Linked DNA regions of Mus musculus: regions 2, 3, 4 and 5 are each linked to region 1. The links are chromatin contacts, called in public HiCAR-type and promoter capture Hi-C maps. All regions are on one chromosome and are shown on one strand. The core of a region is the stretch at or near the end of the contact, and the rest is flanking DNA. Distances in the headings are between cores, read along the strand shown. Region 1 holds the start of Fancl (Fanconi anemia, complementation group L). Region 2 holds the start of Ppp4r3b (protein phosphatase 4 regulatory subunit 3B). Region 3 holds the start of 0610010F05Rik (RIKEN cDNA 0610010F05 gene). Region 4 holds the start of Pus10 (pseudouridylate synthase 10). Region 5 holds the start of Papolg (poly(A) polymerase gamma).

Evidence for each region. Promoter capture Hi-C pulls out the DNA fragments that hold promoters and counts their contacts. HiCAR-type assays count read pairs that join an accessible place to other places. Capture Hi-C pulls out chosen DNA fragments and counts their contacts.
Region 2: a contact with region 1 is called in a HiCAR-type map of astrocytes, with 3 times the contacts expected there. The contact joins the promoter of Ppp4r3b here to the promoter of Fancl in region 1. A contact is called at or near these places in 1 of 39 promoter capture datasets (the C10 cell line), 1 of 115 datasets of contacts at active chromatin or transcription factors (astrocytes) and 1 of 9 other capture datasets (adipose tissue).
Region 3: a promoter capture Hi-C map of adipose tissue shows a contact between it and region 1, with 4 times the contacts expected there. The contact joins the promoter of 0610010F05Rik here to the promoter of Fancl in region 1. A contact is called at or near these places in 1 of 39 promoter capture datasets (pre-B cells) and 2 of 9 other capture datasets (adipose tissue and liver).
Region 4: a contact with region 1 is called in a promoter capture Hi-C map of pre-B cells, with 6 times the contacts expected there. The contact joins the promoter of Pus10 here to the promoter of Fancl in region 1. A contact is called at or near these places in 6 of 39 promoter capture datasets (the 3T3-L1 cell line, cranial neural crest, hippocampal neurons and 2 more), 1 of 115 datasets of contacts at active chromatin or transcription factors (astrocytes) and 2 of 9 other capture datasets (adipose tissue and liver).
Region 5: a contact with region 1 is called in a promoter capture Hi-C map of pre-B cells, with 4 times the contacts expected there. The contact joins the promoter of Papolg here to the promoter of Fancl in region 1. A contact is called at or near these places in 5 of 39 promoter capture datasets (the C10 cell line, cranial neural crest, embryonic stem cells and 2 more), 1 of 115 datasets of contacts at active chromatin or transcription factors (astrocytes) and 2 of 9 other capture datasets (adipose tissue and liver).

Annotation. Positions count from the first base shown.
Region 1 is chr11:26,384,683-26,389,484 of GRCm38.p6, forward strand. Fancl (Fanconi anemia, complementation group L) reads left to right here and starts at 2,402. Exons shown (of 14, transcript NM_025923.3): 1 at 2,402-2,628. The coding sequence starts at 2,533. It also overlaps the pseudogene Gm18324.
Region 2 is chr11:29,170,370-29,175,171 of GRCm38.p6, forward strand. Ppp4r3b (protein phosphatase 4 regulatory subunit 3B) reads left to right here and starts at 2,607. Exons shown (of 16, transcript NM_134034.3): 1 at 2,607-3,078; 2 at 4,304-4,359. The coding sequence starts at 2,937.
Region 3 is chr11:23,631,649-23,636,450 of GRCm38.p6, forward strand. It overlaps 0610010F05Rik (RIKEN cDNA 0610010F05 gene), which reads right to left and starts at 1,983. Exons shown (of 22, transcript NM_027860.3): 1 at 1,845-1,983.
Region 4 is chr11:23,663,857-23,668,658 of GRCm38.p6, forward strand. It overlaps Pus10 (pseudouridylate synthase 10), which reads left to right and starts at 2,136. Exons shown (of 18, transcript NM_028304.3): 1 at 2,136-2,597; 2 at 3,422-3,558. The coding sequence starts at 3,433. Pex13 (peroxisomal biogenesis factor 13) reads right to left here and starts at 2,027. Exons shown (of 4, transcript NM_023651.5): 1 at 1,891-2,027. The coding sequence starts at 1,988.
Region 5 is chr11:23,893,250-23,898,051 of GRCm38.p6, forward strand. It overlaps Papolg (poly(A) polymerase gamma), which reads right to left and starts at 2,021. Exons shown (of 22, transcript NM_172555.2): 1 at 1,773-2,021. The coding sequence starts at 1,789. It overlaps Gm12061 (a long non-coding RNA gene), which reads left to right and starts at 1,003. Exons shown (of 4, transcript XR_872317.3): 1 at 1,003-1,196; 2 at 1,514-1,611.

The DNA of each region.
Region 1 (4,802 bases), core at 1,152-3,651:
ACAAGTGCTAGGTCTATGGGACTCTTTTACCCACATATGTCTTGGATTTGATGACCTTTATTGAGCTCCCTGAGAGAAGAAATTTCAATGGTGAAGAATTACTTTTGTGAATGTAAGAAAGAATCATCTGTAAGCTGGAGCTTACAGGTCTCCTAATATCCTGTTTAAGTTCAATGTCTCTTAGGTATATTCACTATAAAAATAATCACTTATGTTGACGAGCACTCAAGTGTCCCATTATTCCATGGTAAGGAGACAGATGCTAAGTCAATGTACATTGTGCTAAAAATAAATAAAACTATAGCACATCTCTTGAGAGAATATAAAGAAAACTTTGATGTTCCCAGTACACAGCAAAACAAACAAACAAACAAACAAACAAACAAACAAACAAACCAAACACAAGACTCTATCTAACCCAAAGAACAGTAGCTGCTAGATCAAGTACCACAGTAGCATCTTTTTTTCAATAAGTTAAACAGTAAAAAAGCCTTTAAAACGTTGTACAAGTTTCCCATGGGTAAAGTTGTTTTCTTTTGCATTTCATTTCTATTTAGCATGAGCTGAGAAAAAAATTCTATTTCAGACACTTTAGGAGGACATGAGGAATTAATGCTGGGTTAAAATGATACATGATGAAAATCCAGAAAAATAAAAGAGTACATAAATTTTCAGACAAATTAACAAAAGCATAAAATTTGTTTAGTACAATTTCTATGGCATATAAAACTAACAAACTGAGATTCAATGCAACATAGAAACCTTTTTTTTTTTTTTTTTTTTTTTTTAATAAGACAGTATGACTATACTAAGGAGGTATGATCTAATAGTTACAAACTGGGGCAATTTTAGCAATTCATATGTAGCTTCTTTTCCCTGTCCTTGCCTCTTCAGAGTCAGGGAGAGTTGTTTATTCCAGGCATAAAGAAGGCAATCTGAAGTGAGTATTTCAGGAGCTGCTGTGGGGGGCCAGAGGTGATTGGATTGATCTAGGTTTTGTTGTTTATTCAAATGCCAAGGTTGTATGCCCCGAATCCCTCAGTGGTAAACTTTTGTTTCCTTAATTGTATGGTAAAAAAAAGTGTCCTAGCTCACTTACCAATCCCTTTGCTTGAAAACCCACCAATCCCTGAGATAGCCTAAAACTCAAACTTGGAGTCCCACCAATCCCCACCCTGAAAAACTCCCAAAGAATCCCTGTGTAAAGCCTGTTTCTAGCTTAGTTCTTTGCTGCTTTTTCCCCAAGCAGATGCAGCCATCCTCCTGTATTTTTTCTAATAATCTTCTTGTGTGAGGTCTGTTGTATTGTGGGATTGTGTAATATTCTTTGGCTCCAGACTGCCAGGATACCTTTCTCCTCAGAGTTGCAACACTTGCATTGGGGAAACCTTTCTCCTCAGAGCTGTAACACTTGTATAAAGTTGTGTACCTTTTTTTTTTTTTTTTTTTTTTAGTGCTGACAACACTGCAATCTGAGTCACATTTTGAGAAAGTCTTATCATACTGGTTCTCCAAAAACACTTAAATTGTGATTCATAACAGTAGCAAAATTACGGTTACAAAGAAGCAACAACATAATTTTATGGTTGGGGGGGGTCACTAAGAAGGTTGCGAACCACAGTCTTAGTGTAACAAGTACAACATTCTTGTGTTCTTCAAGCATTCAGAATATTGTGACAAATTCTGCCAATCTATTAATCTTTTAAAATCCAATCTTCAATGAGGGCAATAAGAATAGGAAGAATATCTTATTCATCTTTGCACAATCTTACTTACTAACATATTACAGTGATCTTAAAAATAGTAGAATCAAAAGTGACTTATTCTAATGCCAAATTATCATATGGTAACTATTAACAAGTTTCTTACACAATCAACACCCCCTCCCCCCACGTTTTCTTAAATCTATATTTAGAAATGAGTGAATGAGTAACCATTTCTAAGTTACCAGAATGTATAGGAAATTTTGTCAGTCTACCACCTCAAGAATAAATTGAATCTCTCACAATTTCTATGGGCTTCCTTTAAATATATCTAATTAAAAACAGTACAACACTGAATCAGCATACAATATACATGATGTATTGAATGTACAATTTATTTACATATGCATTTGGTTGAAGGGTATACTGGGAGTATACAGGAGATCTAGTCCAGAGCAAACGCAAGAACAGGAGAGGTGATGGGGCAGGTTCAGGGTAAAAACAGTATGCTATGGGCACACTGTAAATGCCCTGTCAAAGTAGGAAAGTCAGCTTTGGAGTTGCATCAGTCTTCAATGAAATCAACAAGAGGATTTTGCTAGTTTTATTTTTTGACAGTCAAGGTCAGAATAATCCTGAACCGTCAGGCCTGTGGACTTGTGAGTGATCTTCCTTTCTCCTGCTTTCTCCTGCTACTAAGCAGACCAGTTGGCCCAGTTCATTGTCCAGGTCAGGGCAGCGTACCCACCAGTTAGTTTTTCCCGCCGAAGCGGGTTTCCGCCCCGTCCCTTTGCAGACTGCGCATGTGCGGCGGCCATTCCTGTGCGCCATGGACGAAGCAGAAGCAAGCCTGTTGCGCCATTTCCCGCTGCTACTTCCTCAGAACCGGGAGAAAACTGTGTATGAGGGATTCATTTCGGCTCAGGTACCCTGAGGGGTCGTTCTGTCGCGCGAGAGCCTGTCACTCGTGGCAAAGCCTGACCGCGGCGTCTCCGGCTGCCTGGCTGGGAGAGTGTAGCAGAGCCTGGAGAAGTAGCGCCGATACTCTGCGCATGCGCGGTCGCTAGGTGGCGACGCCGCGCGACACAGGGTGGGCGGGGCGGCTCGCCGGTGCCTGGCTGGTGGTGGAAGAGGGAGGTGCAGTTCTGTAGGTCTTAACCAGAGTTCATCACGGCGGTGTGTTACTACACTTACGATTTTGATTTATAGAGCACTCAGGGTCCACTATTAAGCCGAACCTACACAAACAGAAAAATCCAAACCCCATTATTTTATAGTTGAAATCAGATCCTGGGAAATCTAGAGAGACTACCTTGACTATGATGGTGTCAGTTACCTCTGAAACTCTTACTGTTTAGAAAATCTCACCCCAGCGGGCCCCCCCCCCCCCCCCCCCATGGTACAACAAATTACCTTAATTTAAGATTTTGACTATGGACTTTTCCTCTGAATATTAAACTCAGCTACGTGTAACTTGCCCTTTAATGACAGGAGTCATTAATTTCCACGTGTGTTGAAGCAACAACCTCTAGAATGCTGAGCAGATACCAGATTTTCTAAATAGTAACACTTGTCCCTAAACATTCCTGGGAGTTAAGAAAATTCTCTGTGATAAATATACACACAGGAAGCATGGACTTCCTTAGGGATTTTCAAACCATGTGAACCTTTAAAGAATGGCTAAAATTTATTATAGATGGAAATGAGTTAGCCACCTTTTGCTTAACTGTTGAAATATCCAGTTAAAATGTTTTTCACATTTACAGAAACATTCAGAAACGTGAGAGAGAGAGAGAGAGAGAGAGAGAGAGAGAGAGAGAGAGAGAATGAATTTGTGCGCATGCATGTGCACATCTGTTCTGGGAATTGAACCTGCAGCCATTCACATGCCAGGCAAGTGTTGCACAGGACAGGCAGAAACAAGTGTTTCACATCACTTGTCTGTATCTCCAATAGCACTTTAGAAAACAATTATAGCCATAAGATTAGACCGGAAATACGTTAGCCTTCGATGTAGGTAATTTCTAATTTTTTATTCCTTAAGCATGCCTTTGAGTCTTAAGCACTGTCTAAAAGCTATCCAGCACAACTGATTTTATCCTGAGTGTGATTGTGGTTGGTCCTGTGCACACACTTACCTTACCCTTTGAGATTAAATCATAGATACGTTTCTTGCTGTTTTATCTCTAAATAATTTAGCACTCATTTCATAAAACAAGGGTCCACTCAAACCTAACCTCAGTACAGTTACTACAACTGCTATGCGGTGTAAAATTTCATGGAGTATTTAATTATCTTATCTCTTCTTTTGGAGCAGTTCTTAGTCTGTGTTTTTATTAACTTGAATTTTATTTTTAAGAGTTAAGCTTATTAGGTTTGATATTTTCTCACCATTGAATTCTGGGAATGTGTTTGGGCAGGGGCATCCCAGAAACTGTCCTGTGTTCCCTTCAAGGCACATGAAGTCAACTACTCCCAGTGTTGATATTAATAATGCCAGTTACTAGGTTAGTGTGGCTTCTGCCAGATCTTCTTTTGAAATTAACGAGTACTTTTCGGTGAGGTTCTTTGGGCCATTACACATTCACTTATATACTGCATATTCATTCATTCATTCATTCATTCATTCATTTTAGTTCCATTTTTCCCATTTATTTATTTATTTATTTATTTCTTCACTTACTTTACATCCTGATTACTCTCCCCATCCCCCCCATAGCCCCCCCCCCTCCTCTTCTCCTCTGAGGAGGGGAGCTGCTCCCTTCTGCCCAGGAACCAGCCCACCCGGCACCTACCTGAAGCCATTGCAGGACTAGACACATTGTCTCCCACTGACATCAGACAAGGCAACTCAGTTAAGGGAACAGGATCCACAGGCTGGCAGCAGAGTCAGGGGCAGGACTCTTTCCAGTTGTTGAGGGACTCATGTGAAGACCAAGCTGCACTTTTCTTAAACATGTGTGTATGGAGGCCTAGATCCAGCCCATGTATGCCCTTTGGTTGGTGGTTCAGTCTCTTGGAGCCCCCCAAGGGTCCAGGTTGGTTGAACCTTTTGGTTTTCTTGTGGAGACCTGAGTCTCTGTACCTCCAAGTCCCACA
Region 2 (4,802 bases), core at 1,357-3,856, 2.8 Mb after region 1:
ATCATTCTCAGAGAAGGTCATCAGAGAACTGAAAGTGGTAACAATATACATACATACATACATATTATATACATGAATTCTACCAAACTCATATGGCTTAAGGGAGGGTTTTTTGTTTTTTGTTTTCTGCATTTTTTTTCCTCCTGCAAAAATACCTGTGTCAGGTAGGAGAAAGGGTTCTAATGTGCTTGCCGCCAAGACTGACAACCTGACTTTGACTTCTAGGACTGACTTCTACACTATGTTGTAGCACAGCCCCTCCCTTCACCAAATGAATAAATCTCATTTTTTAAAAGCTTCTATGGCAGTGATGAGATGTTTCAGCAGTTAAAGAATTCTGGTGGAGAACCCATCTGGCTATTCACAACTATAACTCTGGTTCTAGAGCATCCAAAACCTTCTGGTAACCACACACATACAAAAACACACGCAATAAAAATCTTTTTTAAAAATGTGTGGCATTTGTATTGTAATATAACTATATAAAGTATTATAGTAATATAATCCAAAAATGATACAAATTATTCTGCAGGACCTTATAGGTTATAAGCAAAACATATGCCATTTTATATGAAAGACTTCATCATACAGATATTGGGATGGATTTGAGTCCTGGAAACAGTCATTTAAATCATCAAAAGACAACTACAGTATATTTACACACACATTTGCACATGCTAAACTATTTCTAAAACAAAATACAGCATAAAACCTAGTGGAAAGAAAACAATGTTCAAAAATTACTTAACATTTTTAGATGATGATAGCAGCATTAAATCAAATGTACAAATGTATAGGACACACACCAAGGAACTGCCCCCAGTCTAACCTCACACACAGTGAGAATGAGAGGGGATCTAGTGGGGAGTGATATAGTCACTGTTTTCTGGAGAATAGCGGGAAGCGGGAGCTGAAGAGACTTACCTTGCATTGCAGAAGTTCTTTGCCATTTTAATTTTTTCACATATAAAGGTATTACTTGTAAAGATCAAGGACATCAGGGGCTCATTTGGGCTACAACCTTTTGGAGTTGTAGTTTCCTTGTAAAAGACTCTGGGGGAAGGTATGGCTATGGCACAGTGATGCTTCCAGACTACAGCATAAGCTGGATGGACCCTGACCAAAACATTCTACAGAGAATGCTCTGGGCACCTGAAATTTCTGTCCTAAAGGCTGAGTGGGCTTCCAGGATCTATCCAGTGCTCTTGCCAACGTTCTTTTCTCCTTTAGAGTGGGCAATGAAAAGGATGCTTAGACAAATCCTTGGGTGTCCTCTAACATTGGGCTAAAACACTGACTCTGGAAAGCTTTCTATGGCCTTCCCCAAACAAGTCATATTTTCCCTGGTTCAAAGTACATTTTGTCCATATCAGTCACAGATTATCAGGGACTTATGTATAGTGATTCACGTCCTTTTATCATAGGCAGAATCCTGTTACATACCATAGGCTGCAATTTCCATATGCAGTCGTTACAGGCAAATGACAGCAGACCAGGCTAATTTTCTTGGTCCCTCATACATTTAAAGAATCGCAATGATAGTTCAAATTTTGAAATCCTTTTCAATCAAGCGACTATGTACATAAGACACCCTTTTAAACATGAGTTGCCGCCTAACCTCGTCAAATCATAAGCACACTTTGACAAGCATGGTGATGACTACAACTCCCGAAATACACCGCGGGATCAACATGTGCACCTGCCCCGTGTTCACCTTTCAGGTTAGAGCCAAGAGTTGAGGGACCATATAAGAGAACGGAGAGGCGGCAGAACTACGCTGGGAGCGGATGCCTTCGGGCGAGCGTCACGCTCTGAGCGACGTTAACTTCACGCTGGAAACCGTTCTTGCGGCACATGAAGCTGAGAGCTCCCCGAGGATTGTGAGGCTGTACGCCTGTGCTTGCCTCGTCGCTGCCGCCGGTCTCTCTGAACCTTTTAATGGTCCGTGGTACCCGGCTAACGGAAGAACGCTTCGGCGGGAAATAGGAACTGTCAACGCGTTTGTGGAACATTAGATCGCCCACTGCTCATCGTGGCCATGGAACACCTTCCCGGCAGAAGCCTCGCAGATTCTATAACGGATTTTAGTGGGTGAAGGCTCGACCTCCCATCGTCTTCACGAATGACTCGAACACCCTCACCCCGTCTCAGTCCTTTTCGGGCTGTCAGCCTGAGTCCCTACACTTGGCTTCACTCTAGTCCTGTGCACGCATTCGGACTTCTCAGCCTGGCTCTGTTCTGCTGAGAGCAAGTCCAGAGTTGACAACCCGCCACATGACCAACATCAGCCCTACAAATCCCGAAGAACAACTCGGCAACTCCATCGCCAAGGCAACCTTCTACACACGCTTCCTCCCGGCGCAGGTAGAAAAGCTCGCGGGACTTCCCCGCCCAACTGAGATTCCCGAATCAGGAAGCGGGGCCGAAAGAGGAGGAAGTCCCTCCTTGGCCGGCTCACCTCGGCGGCGCACTCCTCGCGAGATCGCCGAGGTCTGACTCTCCGGAAGTGTGTTCGGAGGTAAAGGTACTGTGCGTTGGGCTCGTCGGCCGCCGTAGCCCCTGCTAGGGCAGCCCGTACGAACCTGCTGGAAGAGGAAGAGAAAGGCAGAGAGTCGGGTTACAAGATGGCGGATCTGTAGTAGTAACCGCGGCGGGCGGCGGCAGCGGGAGAGCGAGCGAGCTCCGGGACGCAAAAGGAAGGGAGAGTGGTTGTGCGCCGCGGTGAAGGGAGGGGTAGCGGAGACCACGAGCGGAGGGCTCTCGGTGGCTCTGGTCACCCCTTCTCGCGGCTAAACCTTTAGAGCCATGGTAAACTCGGGCCTCTCCAGAGTCGCTGCCACCACCGCCGCTGCCGCCACTACCGGCTCTCAAGAGTGAGGGATACCGGCGAGGTGAGCGAGGAGGTGGCGGCTGGAACGGTGGGGCCAGAAGCCACCATGTCGGATACACGGAGGCGAGTGAAGGTCTATACCCTTAACGAAGACCGGCAATGGGACGACCGAGGCACCGGGCACGTCTCCTCCACTTACGTAGAGGAGCTCAAGGGGATGTCGCTGCTGGTTCGTGCCGAGTCCGACGGTAAGGGTATTGGAACGGTGGGGTAGGGGATAGTGCATCGGTTGCGGCACAACCTGAGGGTTAAGCGCTGCGCTCCGGTACTGTATTCTGACTAGCACCACTAGGGACAGCGCATTGGTCTTGAGCCTGCCCTTCTTTACGATAAAAACAAACTGCTGGGCCTGGATTTACTCTCTGTCAGACGTGAACTCGCAGTTCTCCGCCTCCATCCCTATTGAGGATTTGACTCCTTCTCCCCCCCCCCCCACCCCCCCATCCCAACCCGGTAGTTGAGGTTTAGAATGTATGAGTGGGAAGTCAGTAGAAGACCAGGTAGGAATATCGCCCATGAGATGACCCCCGACTCCCGAGCCGCTTTAGGTACAGTCCTGTCGGTTGTACCTATGTAGCATAAAAGGTTTAGAGAAACTCTGCCTTAAAAACAAGTTTCAGTTGTTCCAATCGCCAGGTGCTGGGGAAAACTAAAACGGACTTTCTCTTGGAGTTACTACAGACTGTTGCCACGAAACACACAAGCACGTACATATTTATTGATTGATCCCTCCAAGGCTGCCGTTGTAGGGAGTGAAAAAGTGGGTTCCACAATCTCGGCAAGTTAGAAAACTAAAGCGGACTGTGAAGTTGTATTTGTTGATTGCAGAATTCATAGAAACCATTTTAATATTAAAAACTGACAGCCATAATAAAAAAGCTACTACTTATATATACTCAAGAGCTGCCCAACTGGAACAGCTAATGCATTCAAGAAATAAAAGAATAGCAATCTTAGATCATTTTGGGCAAATGTTGTACTAGTGCAGAGTCCCTCATTAGGAGTTAAGAGGCATTTATTTCTACATTATGAAGAGGAGGGTTTGTCAAAGGAAAAGGATAAATATCATTTGTATGGTAAGTCTCTCTGGGGTCCTTGTAATTTGTTTTGTTAGACAGGAAATTCAGTGAAACAGCTTTTGTTAAAGTTTAGTCTTCAAATGGTCAATTAGACCTTAAAGGTTTTAGTTACCTCATAGTCTGAATATTGATTTCACATTTCCTTCCTTCTGAGGACATATGGAGGTAGGATGAAACAGTCTAAGTTAACCATGTAGTCTTTATTTAGAAAATATGAATTAAAATACATTTGTAGCTTCAGATGTTCATCTGGTGAGAAGACATGAAATGCTTACTAGATGTGTGCTACTGAAGGTTTTATAATTTCAGACTTTTTTTTTTTTTACTCTTTCAGGATCGCTACTCTTAGAGTCAAAGATAAATCCAAACACTGCATATCAGAAACAGCAGGCAAGTAGTTGTTTATCTTTAATTTGAAAACTTCATCTGTGATCCAGGATGTATTATTTATGTGACAAAGATGGGAATATTTTCCAGACAAGAAAAAAAGTTTGGTAACTAAAATTAGGAACCATATATATTTTCCTTCAGTTTGAGAGTTTCAGACTGAAAAGCAGTTTTTATATTGGTGATTTAATGTTGGTTTTTAATTGAGCCACTGTTTGTATTGCAATACAATGTATTCTTTGATCTTTAAAGTAAGCCAGGTCTGTTCTATATGCACTAAACCTTTTGTTCTAAGTCACATTTGAAAGAAATGGCTTAAAAGAAAATTCAGAGTGTTCACTTACTACCATTAAGAAATAATTCAAAGAGATGTTTTTAAAGCAAGGAGAGCCTGTTTGTGGTATGAAGTTAAATCCTTTGACCAAGGAGAAGAATTTTTTAAGTAG
Region 3 (4,802 bases), core at 733-3,232, 2.8 Mb before region 1:
ACCACAATTTATTATGGCAATTGTTTTTCCTTATCCTATTTTGGCTGTTACTGACATAAAATTTTTCAAGAATTTTGTTGAATCCCTTAGAAAGCACTGCCCAGAACAGAATTTCATTTTTATCCACCTGGGGTAGGTCTGGCTTTGTAGTCCAGGCTGGCTTCTAACTCATGATCTTCCCGTCTTAGAGCACAGGGATTTCAAGTGTGTTCAGACACACTCAGCTCTTTGATTCCTCAAAAAAAAACAAACAAACAAACAAAAAAAAACCCCAGCAAAACAGATAGTGCCAAAAAATGTTTGCTGACTTAATAAAGTCTCAAAGCCTTAAAGAAACAATGTATCTTTTGGAACCCACTCCAAGCTGAAGATTTACAATTTATATGAATATTTAAGTACACACATTAAATAATGTGGAATCTTAATCTTCAGTGAACAAAATGTTGTTCTCTGCTTACATGGGTAATGTGTGCATTCCTTTTCCTGAGGACAAATGATTTGGAAAGCGGTGTTTAATTATAATTTGTTTGGACCTTAGGAAGACGTTTAGGATGGGAATGGAGATGTGCGAGGCCCTGGGTTGGACAACCAGCACTGGAAAGGAGAAAAGGCGACTAAACAGTTTAAAGTAGAACTCAAGACAAAGACCCCTTGTGTGCTGCTTTTTCACTTTTAACTTTCAGATATTTAATTAAAATTTATTTTCTGTTTTTGGTGGTGGTGGTGGCAGTGTACTCCACAAATGAGCTAAGTTCCCAGCACTTAATTAAAATAACAAGAAAGATGTCTCCATCAAATTCTTAAAAACTTGTATATTTCAAATATAATACTCATTTATTCGTGGTAATGGATGATTTAAGTAACTTGGGTGTGAATTTTTTTTCTGTTGACACAATTGAATCTTTCCAATCAAGGGAAAAAAACTACTGTGTATTCTAGTTAAACTAATCTCTGAGAATGTTTCCTTTAGGGTATGAATAACATACAGTCTTAGAACAGCTGGCACATGCATCTCATTCTGGAGAAAGGTATAAACGTATAAAAAACTATGACCAAAAGAAAATATCTAAAACTCAAAATTATCCTCTCATGCATGACACCATACTTTAAAAGTGTTTAAGGTATAATATATTTAGTAAATAAATAACATTATTTACTAAAATATAAAAATTCTATTGTTTTAACATTTTACACCTTTAAAGAACATAACCTATTCCTTATTTTGGCTTATTCATATGGACAAGCATCTGCTTTTCATTTTTCAATGAAAAGGGGGCTCTTGATCTTTCCCTAGGCAGAGGAGGGAGTGGAGGTGGGGGGTGGTCACAGGGACAGGTGGAAGGCCTCTGGCACAGCAGAGGGAGGCTGTTAGTCCTGATCTACAACAGACTTCCTGACTCTCATCCACACGTGTGACCCAGCCGGTTGGCTCTGATTCTGAAAGACCGGACATCACTGCCCACCCGGGTAAGTAGCCTTTCCAAGCCCGGGTCCGAGGCTCCCTGCGCGGCGCGTCCTCGGGACCGGGATTCCGCGGCGTGGACACCGACTCGAGGCGCGGGCTGGAGAGGAGCAGACAAAGGCATCGGAAAGCAGCCTGGCGGGGACTGTGAGGGCCGGAGTCCGGCGACCGAAGCTGGGCTCCGTCGCCAAGAGCGTAGGCGAGGGCGGCGGCGGGACGGGGCCGCAGGCAGCGCCCGGGCGTCCGCGGGCTTCCGGGCAGCGGGGCCCCGCACCGCCCGCCCGCCCGCCAGTCCGCCCGCCCGGATGGGCAGCGGCGCTCCCGGCCCTCGCCCCACTCCAGCTTCCGAGTGGGTGCCCCAGCCTCTCAGCGTCTCTCTCACCTCCACAGGGCCGCGGCGGCCCTCACCGCGCCGGTGTCACCTGCAGCGGCCAGCACCGCCCGCGCTCGCGCCCAGAACGGCGCGACCCGGCGCACACGCCAGGCTGAGGCGGCCTCACGAGCCGCGGCCGCACCCGCCTGCGCCCGCTAGCCAGCCGCCCAGCAAGAGCGCCGAGGGGCGGGGCCTGATCGACGCGCCCGGGCCAATCGCAAGCTAGCGCCGCAGCAGAGCATCCAATGAGCGACGAGATCCTGCGGGTGGGCGGGTGCGGGCGGTGCCAGAGTGCAGCCCACCGCTGCACAGAGCCTGCTCTTCACCCTGCCCTCTCTGGCTCGTCCTCTCTGGCCTGTCGCAGTGCAGCGTCCCCACTCTCTTAGCGTCATGTCTCTTAGCGACTAGGTCCTCAGCGCTTGATCTTGAACGTGGGAGATAAAGGGAGCTCGAATGAAAAGAATAAATCTTTCCCTGTCACTCATTTTGCTATAAGCTGCTTAGGTTCAACAGAAAAAATATATGATTGGATAGGGCGTTGGCTGGGACTTAGAAACATACTGTAAACTGAAAAGCTGGCGACTTCTCAGATATAGTGTGGCAAATGTTCCAGTGTTAAACTTGGAAGGCTGATTGATGTTCAGTCTTAGAGCACTGATGGAAATGTATTAGTGGCCAGATGTGAGTTTTCGTTGGCAATCACTCCATGGTTCTGGCAAGATTAAACTAAAACAGTGTCCACTAATAAACCTGTTTGCAAGCAGAGAGAGACAGAGACAGAGAGAGAGAGAGAGAGAGAGAGAGAGACAGAGAGAGAGAGAGACAGAGACAGAGACAGAGACAGTGAGAACGAGCAATGTATTCAGTGTAAGCTGTATATCAAAAAGAATATAAGTAACTCTCAATGTTATGGTTTCGATCAAATCTTCATTTCTTTTTTGTTTCCCAGAGGAAGTTGAACGTTTGTTTGTTTTTTGTTGTTGTTTATTGTTTTCTCTTCAATCGCCTTATCTGCCAAGGCTTTCCTCCTACCACTCAAATAGATCTCCCTTCCCACTGGGGGGAGGTGGTCTCAATGTGCAGGTAGAGTCCAAATTATGCCCAAGGAATGAGGCTTCCACATTTGATAATGGGCCTCAGACCTCAGCGAAGCTCCGAGTAGCACGGTGAGAGAAGCACTTGGATCATTTCGCAGGCTCAGGCTTCCTGCTGGGAGCGAATGGTCCCTGTCTTGCTCTCAGGAGAACATGTGTTCACATTCAGCTTGAACTTCAGTGGCTGCACATAGAGCTTTCGACCTCCAAGTCAGATAAGTGTGGCAGCAGATAAGCCACGGTTTCTGCTTTATGAATGCTTCGTGATGCCCAGGTTTTTGTAACCAGACTTGTGAAGGGCTCATTTGTCAAATTAATGCATGCAGTAAAGGAAGCCTATCATCCATGGAACATTTATATATGCCAGGTATGCATCTGTTATCTACTTTAATCAACATGGCACACTACGAAGGTTATACAATTACTTTTTCTTTTCTTTTCTTTTTTTTTTTTTTGGTTTTTCGAGACAGGGTTTCTCTTTATAGCCCTGGCTGTCCTGGAACTCACTCTGTAGACCAGGCTGGCCTCGAACTCAGAAATCCACCTGCCTCTGCCTCCCGAGTGGTGAGATTAAAGGTGTGCGCCACCATGCCCGGCTACTCTTTTTTTTAAACAATAAAATAAAATACAAGATAAAACAAAAATTAACACACCAGAATTGGACAAACAGAAGAAAAAGAGACAAGAGAAAGCACAAGAGACAGAGACCAGCTTGCTCACACAGCAATCCCATAAAAACACTAAACTGAAAGCCATAATATATGTGCAGAGGGCCTGTTGCAGCCCTGTGCATGCTGCTTCAGTCTCTCAAGTTCTTGTGTGCTTGGCCATGTTGGTTTAGAGGGCCTTGTTTTCTTGGTGTCCTCCGTACCCTCTGCTGCTTACACTCTTTTCTCTTCCATGGGTGCCCTGTCCTCTGAGGGGAGGAATTTGATGGAGACATACATACCATTTAGGGCTGAGTGTTCAGAGGTCTCTCTCTCTCTCTCTCTCTCTCTCTCCCTCTCTCTCTCTCTCTCTCTCTCTCTCTCCCTCCCTCCCTCCCTCCCTCCCAGGGGAGGAATTTGATGGAGACATACATACCATTTAGGGCTGAGTGTTCATAGGTGTCTCTCTCTCTCTCTCTCTCTCTCTCTCTCTCTCTCTCTCTCTCTCTCTCTCTCTCTCCCTCCCTCCCTCCCTCCCTCTCACTCTCTCTCTCTGTAGTTAGTTTAACCCTAGGTCTCTGGTCTCAGTTTCTTGGTCAACTAAGCAGTGTGGGGTATGAATTTTGTCTTATAGAGTGGGCTTCAAGGCAAATCAGACACTGGATGGCTATGCCCACAAGCTTTGTGCTACCATTAAAATAGCATATCTTCTGGGCAGGACACCCTTGTCAGTCAGAGGGTTTGTGGCTGAGTTGGTGTTTATGTTTCTCTTTTGGTATCACGTTGAGTACCTTTCTGTACTAAAGGAACTAGCACACAGGGGTGAAGGCTCTATGTGGGCACCAGCTTGACTTCTCCATGTTCAATGAGTTGTGTATGTGTTGTCTTCAATAGTAGGGCCTTGCTGCCAGTTTGTGGAGAGCAACCTATAGTCCTGACAATAGCCTGAGTTGTTTGGGGATTCTCATGGGACACATTTGTTCAACAACTCAATTAGATGTAGCTCAATCCCAGGCCTGGAAGCTTCATTTGGTGACAAAGAGATGGCCAGTTGGGGCTCTGTCTCCCATTATTTGGCAATTTGATTTAGATCACCTTCATGTTTGTGTATATTTTAGGAAGTTCTGCTGTATTAGATTTTCTACTATTCAAACGGCCCTTAATTTTGGCTGTCTCTCTTGGTGTTCCTTTCCTTGTCCTCTCTCCCCTTCCCTTTCCCTCTAGAG
Region 4 (4,802 bases), core at 886-3,385, 2.7 Mb before region 1:
TTAAAGGGTTGTAGCATTAGGAAGATTGAGAACCACTGGTTTGAAGATGAGTGTTCAAACAATATTTAAAGGTATAATTATGTTAAAAACTTTGGTGAGTTAAGAAAAATTCAGAAGGCGATTGCCTGTAAGTCCCAACACTGCGGAAGTTTAGGTAGAAAGACCACTGGGAGCTCAAGGCTACCCTGTCTCTCTGGCAAGACATCTGTCTAGGAAGAAAGAAAGAAAGACACACAGAAAGAAAGGAATAAAAGACAGAAAAAAAAAGAGAAATGAATAAGTGATTTCTTAAATACTTTGAGTACTGCATACTGTAGGTACTGAAATGGATGGAAAAATACAGATTATACGTGTATAGTTATATCACAGAGGACCTAGGTATTATATAAAATCTTTTTTTTCTTTTTTTTGGTTTATTTATTTTATTTTCAATATATAGCTATCTTCAGACACACCAGAAGAAGGCATTGGATCTCATGCCTTCTTGGATCACAACTCATGGTTGTGAGCCACCATGCTGTTGCTGGGAATTGAACTCCAGACCTCTGGAAGAGCAGTCAGTGCTCTTAACTGCTGAGTCATCTTTCCAGCCAGCCCCAATAAAATCTTAAAGAGAAAAATCATCTACCTAAAGAAATAAAATGTTAACTTTTCAATAAAAAAATTTTCAGTGCAAAATTTTCTCATTAAAAAACTGATATAAAGACAAAAGTATAATTTAAAAAAGGAATCCAATATCACATAGGAACATAAATCTTAAAATAATACAGAATCCAGGACAGTATATTAAAAAAAGGAAGCTAAGTAGGTTCATTTAAAAATGCAAGATAAGTTCAACATTAATGGAATAACCCATAATTGCATACCATTAGTAAAACAAATATAAACAGGTACAGAAAACAATCATAAAATTTAAGGCACATACAACAAAACAACAACAAACCCAGAAGGCTAAGTAATGTTCAGAGAAGTTTAACGGGATAGCAAAGAACACACTTAGAAACATTCTAATGAAAGTATCACCAATAAGTGTTGCTTTAACACGAAAAATACAGCTTATCACTCTAATTGTATCTATTAGTTACTGTGCCCAAGTGTTTTAGTACTTTTAAAAGAGCACCAGATTTTCCAATAAGAGAAAAGTACTCCAACGTACAGAGATTTTTACGCGCCAGGAAAACGTACAAACTTGCTCTGAAATCATGTCGCCTGGATTAAGGTATCTATTTATCCAAAGAAAACACAGGTTCCTGAAACTCTAATTCTGTTTTAAATTTTTAAAAGTTGCAGACCCATTTGTTACTGATTTAAATCAAAGCAAATAAAAACTTTATAGGCCTTAGACGACAGTCACACACACAATTTTGTACACAAAGGCTACCCACAGACCTCGAATTCCTGTCTTAGAATTCTTTCAACCCTCAACCTAAACGTTAAGTTATGCTAGAAAAGAAAGCCAAGGGTAAGAGCTTGGATTCCATGTTGCGTAAACGTGACCTTTGGGTCGTTCAACCAACTTCTGGAGAGGCTGTAAAGCTTTTCCATGACTTTTGCTCTCTATCCTTGTCCTGGCTGGGCCAACGTCGCGCTCGGCAGCAGACCCAAGCTCGTCGCTTTGAAGCGGGTCAGGCTGTCCCGCCCCCCCATGTCCCGCAAAAGCGAAAAGGCAGGGAAGCGCCGCTTTTCTTTCTAGCTCCTGCATCCGTGGGGCCGGCGGGGCGCCCGGGGGAAGAACGGGCGGTCGTACAGCCAGCAGACTCCAGACCCGCTCTGCACTCGCCCCGGGCCGGCAGCGGGAAGCGACGCCTCCCCCCAATAACGGCTTCAACCGCCTCCTGCCAAGTCCCCGCTCTGGCCTCCAAAGTCGCGGCCCAAACACCTCACACTCACTGGTAAGTGGGGCCGGGGCCGGAGCCCGGCCCGGGGCCGGCCCCGGGAATTCTGCGAGACTCCCAGGGTTTGGGGGGCGGCGGCGGCTGGGAGGCCATCTCTCCGCCAGCTCCGCTCCGGCTCAGGGAAGCGACTGCGACGGCTGGGTGAAGGAGCGCCTCGCTTGCCAGGCACGACAGGCAGAACACCGAGCCCTCCGCCCCGCCCACGCCTGACGTCAGGCCAAGGCGTGTGGTCAGGCGAAGCTGGAGGAAGGAGGAAGGGAACAGCTAATTTGCTGGGGTGTGGGAGGGGGTCGGGAGTCGGGAGAGCGGGACGTCCCTCTTTCTTTTCCCTAGTCTGGGTTTCAAATTTGAGTAGGGGCTCATCGACGTTTCTGGCAGCAGCTACTACGACCTAGGTGCCGAGTCCGTCGGAGGCTCCTTTGCCGGCCGACCCTTTAAGGCTAGCAGTAAAGCCCCTCGCAGTCTTTCGTTCGTAGAGCTAGGGGGAGTGCAGGCTGCCAGGCGGACAGCCTTACAGGTCACCGTGTAAGACGAGGGGGTTCCTGCATTCCTCTCGTGAGGGGCCTGGTACTTTCGTTGTAAAGCTCTGGTTTTCTTGGGGAACACAACGGCTGAGCGCAGTAGGTGCGCTGTCTTTACTCTTCCCCGTTCCCACCCAGGGCCGAAAAGGGTTAAGACTCGGCTGCGGCATCTTGGGAGAAGGTAAGGCCTAGGAAGTACGAGGTGAGGGGTTAGGGACTGGGTGTCGAAGAGGCGTAGCTGCAGTCCCTTTTGTTTGTTAGTCAGGTGGAGTGAGTGGTAAGTTTCTAGAACCTCAGCACATAGAGTTAAGGGCTTGTTTGGCCAGAACAGAGCTTTCCCCTTACCTTTCCCCTACTCCCATGCCAGAGGACGAACTATGCCTGTGCAGGAGGAAATGCATTAAAAAAGATCTTATGGTGTGAAACTCAAGACTGTTTCAGCTACCCCCCTCTCCCCCGCTGGCTTTGATTCTCTATTTAGCCTAGGTTAGCTTTGAACTCATGGAGATCTTCTTGTTTCTTGTGTACTGAAATTATAAGCGTGAGCGCTTACACCTGGCAAGAAGATGCATTTTTACATAATTATTTCCAACTCCTCATAGACTCTTTACTTAACATTAAATTAATAGGTTAAGTGAACTGATAGACGGGATTATGAAACTGAAATAAATACTTGGCCACATGGAGTTTCTTGATTTTTTTTTCTTTAATAGAGTATATTCCCATATTGTAAGTACTTCCTTGAAAGGTTTACACAGGCAACCCTGAGTGGTCCCAAGTCCCGGAATCGGAAAGTTTTTAATGTCATGTCCAGAGCAAGCTTGTCTTTCTTTGTTCCTCTCCCCTGTAATCCACATACTCACTTAGTCAAGTTCATATTTTAGAATATAGATATGACAAGCAGTATTTGAAGGGTACAAAATAGAATTTTTCAAATGAAAGCTTTTCTTTTTAAGGACATAAATACAGCACGTAGCTGTAGAATACTGAAAGTGCTCATTTTAGTTTCTTCTAGTATGCTTCCACTGACTGAGGAGAACAAGCACGTGGCACAGCTGTTGTTCAGTTCTGGCACCTGTCCAAGATGCATCTTAAGATTCTGTGGTGTGGATCTTCCCGCACCTTACAAACACCCATCCAAGGTATATTCTTTTTAAATTAAAGAATGTTTTTTTATAGTTTGGAATGAATGTCACTAGCTTTGAGTCCTGTGAGTAACATATAATTCCACTAAAAAAGGAAGATTATCAGCTATTGGATGGGTCACACGGCCCCCAATGGAGGAGCTAGAGAAAGTACCCAAGGAGCTAAAGGGAACTGCAACCCTATATGTGGAACAACAATATGAACTAACCAGTACCCCGGAGCTCTTGTCTCTAGCTGCCTATGTATCAAAAGATGGCCTAGTCAGCCATCACTGGAAAGAGAGGCCCTTTGGACTTGCAAACTTTATATGCCCCAGTACAGGGGAACGCCAGGGCCAAAAAGGGGAAGTGGGTGGGTAGGGGATTGGGGGGGTGGGTATGGGGGAACTTTTGGGATAGCATGGGAAATGTAAACGAGGAAAATACCTAATTAAAAAAATATCAAAAAAAAGAAGGAAGATTAATAAAATTATTCCTACAAAGGTAATTTTGAAACTGCAATTACCTTAAAAACTTGATGTAGGAATATAACTATTTTCAGGTAACTATCATTTAACAGTTAGTGCAGAGAGAGGTCTATGGTGGGATTTTTTTTTTTTTTTTGCTACATTTAATATTTGTGAAGACATTTTATAAAGGGCATCTAAACACAATACCACTAGATATTGCTTCTTACATACATTAATGCAAAGCAACAGGACAATTCATAGTCCTGATTTCTTCTTTTAAACAGAAAATGAGTTCAGTTATGTTTTTTTAAATTAAGTTTCTCTCTATTATTTTTATGAATATATATATGAGTATGATGTGAGTGTTCATATAATTTATGCATATGTTGTGAGTGCTTGTGTGTGTGTATGTTTGTAATAAGTTCTCTCCTTCCTCCATAGACTCTGGGAAATCAAACAGGTTGTTAGACTTGTCTGACAAGTGCTCTTACCTAACAGACTTTATTGCTTGCCTGCATACCAGTCCTTTGCTGTGTATTACTGTTTACATGTATGTATGTATTCTTCAGGTGCTGGATAGAACCCAGGGCTTCACACTGCCAGTGTTCTGTCATTGATTCATGTCCCCAGCCTGCCACTTGATCCACTCAGTGAAGGGAATACGTTCTGAGAAATGTGTCCTTAGAGGACGTTTTGCTTGTGAGAACATTCTGGAATATACTTAAGATGGCTGCAGTCTTACTAGGCAGTGTAATCTTAAGGGCCCATTAGCCACAGCTGTACAGTCTGTTG
Region 5 (4,802 bases), core at 771-3,270, 2.5 Mb before region 1:
TAAACACCACAAAAATACAACTGTAGTTAATTCTTTTTGCATTTTAAATGCTTAAAAATTGCCTTGAGGTTGGAGATGTACCTCAGTGACAGACTGTTTCATGTGTAGTGCCCTGAGTTCCATCTCTGAACCAAAAACCGAACTAACAAAACAGCAGTGACTTGTAAGTCCACAAACTAAAACATGTTTTTCAGCTGGAGGTTTTACAGGATGGGGAGAAAGAAAGGACAATAGAGAAGATAAGATAGCTTAGCCAGGTTTGGTGGCACAAGTCAAGTGGTAGAGGCAGAAGCAAGCTCATGGCCATGTGAAACCTCATCTCAACAAACAGCCTATATACCTTTGAAATGACTTAATGAAATATAAGGGAGTATTTTAAAAAACCCAACTCTAATTTCTCTCCCATTTTTATCTTGCTGTAGAACAAACAAAACTTCAATTAATTATTTCAAGTTCTATCTATCTATCTGTCTGTCTGTCTGTCTGTCTATGAGAGATAAGGTTGTCTGAGCAAGATTAGTGTGTGATTAATACATGGCACAGACAGATTTTCATAAAATCAAACCAAACAGGAACTCTAAGAAGTAGGTCTCAAAAAGTGTTATGAATTTCACTTACAAGGAAAAAAAAAAAAAACCTTACAGAAATGTTACTGAAGGTACAAAGATAGGTAAATAGAATTCTCACTGACATTCTATAAAAAACTTTTAAATAGCTCAAAATAGTCACTAAAAGTACTACACTGGGCTATGTTTATAAACGGAATACATTAGTTAATAAAAAATAACTAATAATGAAAATATTAACATAGCAAAAGGTCAGAGAGATCATGTTCTAAAGAACCAGTCTACAGAGTAGTAACTGATAATAAATACCCTATAAACAGTTTAAAACAGGTACACAGTTTTTATGGATACAGGGATAGGTACTATCAACATTAAAAATGCAGTAACAAGAAACACCAAACTCAGTGCTCTGGGGCCTTGGAAGAGCGTCGTGAATGCAATCAGAGAAAGGATAGGCGAGTCTTCAGATGTATTGGAATGCTCGACTTCTTTTCAAGAAAGAAAGGTTAAAGAGCTAAGAACACACCCCATGTTAGTCTTAGGGAAAAATGGGTGGTGGCTACACAAATGGTGTTTTGTATTTCTGTGCATTTTTCTGTACGTTGAAATTATTTCCGGATAAAGTGAAAGGTAAGAAATTCTAATAAATTCTTGACAAGTACAGAAACTGCTTCCGACTTATCAAAGTGTGAGCAGGGGATAGATACAGCCCGGTAGATATTGTGGGTCGGTGGGAAGGAACGGGGTAGAGGGTTTAGCCTTTCTCATGGAGCAACCGCAAACCTAGGGGCTCCGCTAGGTCAGTCCCTCTCCGAAAGACCTGAAAGATAGCGGGTCCGGCCGGGAGGAGGGGAGGCAGGGGGATGGTATTTGCGCCAATGCAGACAGAATAGACGGGCTCAGACACGGCTGGGGCAGGAGAGTGACCGACCGTTTTTTCTCCTCAGCCACACGCGCCTTTCCCCCTCATCCTGGTCTGGGGGCGTCCTCAGAGGCGGGCGGCGGGGGGCTGACGGCGACTCCCGAATCCCCGCCGGGCGGCCAGGTGAGTCCCGGGTAGGGGAGATGCCCTTGCGGAGTGGAGGGCAGCGGAAAGCAGAGGTCCCGGCCGGCTGCGCAGGGTGCCAGGCGCAGGGGCTGGAAGCCGGGGCTGCCCACCTCAGCGCACCTCTCTCCACCTCGCCCTCAACCGCCGCCCCCACTTACGCAGACATCTCTTTCATCGCTTCCTGCGTCTCTCTCCAGCGAGTGTCTTTCGCTTTGGGGTCCTGTTCTTGCCCTCTCTTCCTTCCTCTGTCCAATTCCCTTCGCTCGCTTGTAGCTCGCTCACTTCCCCACTCTCTACAGCCGAGGCATTCAACCGAGTAGTGAAAACACCACAAAACCGGCTCTATTTATGACAATACAGCGCGGCCACCGCCAATATGGCGCTACTTCCCAGGCTGCCTCTCGCCTTCCGCGGCTCCGCCCTGCAGCCCTGGGCCCGCCCTCGGGCACACCCCCACCCAGCCTTGAGTTCCCGGGACCCGCCCACCTCAGCGGACTTGCAGCAAAAGCATCTGTCAGAGTGTCAGGTCTCCCTGGTCTGTGGGATTGTCAATTCAGGCAAACCTCTGGGAAGGTTATTTGTCAATTTCCCCTTGTTTCTGCAATAAAAGCATCTAGAAAAAAAACCACCGCTTTCCCTAACACCATTTTAACTCTTCCGTTATCCCACATCTTAAAGTCATAGACTTAATAAGTACACATTGAGAAGATTTTTGTCACCGAGGGTCACACCCAAGAAGGTGCGACTTTAACACAACCAATCCAGGGAAGAAAGCTTATAAATAAATCAGCTTAACTTGTATTCTTTTCCCTCGGAGTACCACCTCCAAGTCCCAATTTATGACTTTGTGGCATTTAGCTGAGATGTTGAACATAATTGCTACTAGTTAGCCGTAAGATAAACCCAAGGATTTCCACCGCTCTGCCCCCAAACCTCACATTTTCAAATAGTGAAAATCATGTTCTGTGTGATTATGACGGTGAAAATGAGGGAGAAAATGACCAATGTTTAAATGTTAAAGGATAAAAGTAATTTCAAACCCTGTCTTTTTCTCCCAAGAGTCAAGCACGGTTGTTTGGGGAATGAGACTCAGTCACGGGAAAGGAGGTTACTTTCTGAATTATTCATTTATTCACTCAAAGTATTTATTGAAAATCTGGTCTGTCAGTTTGTTTATGCTCCATGTTTGATGCATAAAAGCAGGTCTGTGGTTTGACCTGAGCAAGTTCAGAGTTTTCCCATCAAAAGGTGGAGAAAAACTTCAAATATGAGTGATATTCTGCTGCTGCAGAAGTATGTATTACACACTGTAGGAACTAGATTCGTATCCTCAAGAGTTTATTGCGAGTGGATGAGAAAATATATATATACACTATTTAAATACAGATGGGGTCCAGTTGTCATTGGGGGACCAAAAGAGGACCATCTAAACATGGAGGAAAGTCACTAATAGCTTCCTAAAAGAGAGGATTCTGTATATTAGCAGGATTTGGGAGTACAGATTTTGGTAGGTTATGAGAAGACAAAATGGAGCTCAGGAGGTCGCTAGACTGGGATTTGATTCGAAGCAGACCCACCTTTGTTATTTGCTAGCTTTGTGACTTCTAGAACTTTAAAATAAAGTTTACGTTAACCTTGAACTTTTTCTTTAAGAAAAAAATGTAAAGTACACTTACTTTAGCCTGCAGGGAGTCAGAGGATGACTTCTAGAGTCTGTTCTGTTCTCCCTTTTCACCATTTCAGTCGCTGGGATCAAAATTGATTCCTCAGACTTGGCAGCAAACAGCTTTATCCACTGAGCCTTATTCACAGTCCCAATTTTAAACGTTAAAAATACTTTGATATGCGTATCTAATAAGAACACTTTGCTACACAACCATAATATTACTGTGCTCAGGCACCGTTGCCCTAGTATCAGGAGGAGGAGTGACACCCCAGCCTTGCAATTCTTAAAAGCCTCTTAGCTTACTTTCGCTCAACTTCGTTCTTCATTGTGAATTTTGGAGGACGCTTTACAGCATCTTCTGCCTTCATCCAGTCTATTGTCTCCTCAAAGAGGAAAGATTGCCTTCTGTGGTTCAGTTTTATTCACTCAGCACTGAATTTTAGCATACGTCTCTGGTTTCTAATGTAAAGTTCTTGTTGCTGGTAGAGTTGTAGTCAATTTTCCAGATCCACCAGCTATATCTTCAGATTCAACCAACCTTGTATTTTAATTATTCAAGATAAAATTCTATCCACACTGAAGATGTACATATCTTTTTCTTGTGATTCTCAAAACTACTTTTTTTTTTTAAAGACACGTCTTACTCTGTAGCTCAGAACTCAGTATGTAAACCAGACTGACCTTGAACTCACAGAGATGTGTCTGTCTTTGCTTTCTAAGTTTTTTTTTGGCATTACTCTCTATTTACATAGCATTTTAAATTGCATTAAGCTTTATAATTAATCTATAGATAGTTTAAAGTATGTGAGATGATGTTTGTAGGTTATATGCAAATATGGTGCCATTTTATAGAGGGAACTTGAACACCTCTTAGTGTTAGTGTTGGAACCAGTAAGAGGCTCTCAGACTAGCTCCTTAATACCAAGGGATGGCTGTATTCACACAATTTGCCACTTTTTAAAACGTCAAGTTGGTCCAGAGGAAGGAGGACAGGAGTCTATTTACTTTCCTGAACCTAGGATATATGAAACTAGGAACATAATTTGAACAATTGAAGAGCCTATCATGTTTTGCCTTTTATAATTATTTTTACCTTCATTTATGTGTATCCATGTGTGTCTGTGTGAGGATATATGCACGTGCAGGAGCCCATGGAGGCCAGCAGAGAACATAGGACACCCTGAAGTTTCAGGGGGATGTGAACTGCCTGATGTAGAAGCTAGGAATTCCTCTCTGATCAGTCCATGCTTTAAAACACTGAGCCATCTCTCTCTAGCCCACATTAATTAAAAAAAATACATCTATAGAAAATAATGCAAATATGAAAAATTAAATGAAAAATTATTTATTATTTGTGGGTGTCCATGTGTTGTGGTAAGAAGATACCTTTTGTCTCCTGCCAACTTTGTATGGATTCCAGGAATAGAACTCAAGTCAAACACTTTTACCTGTTATGTCATCTTGGCAGCCCTCAAAAGTCTGTTGTTTAAAAGATTTCCAATGTCAAACCTCTGGGTTTTCC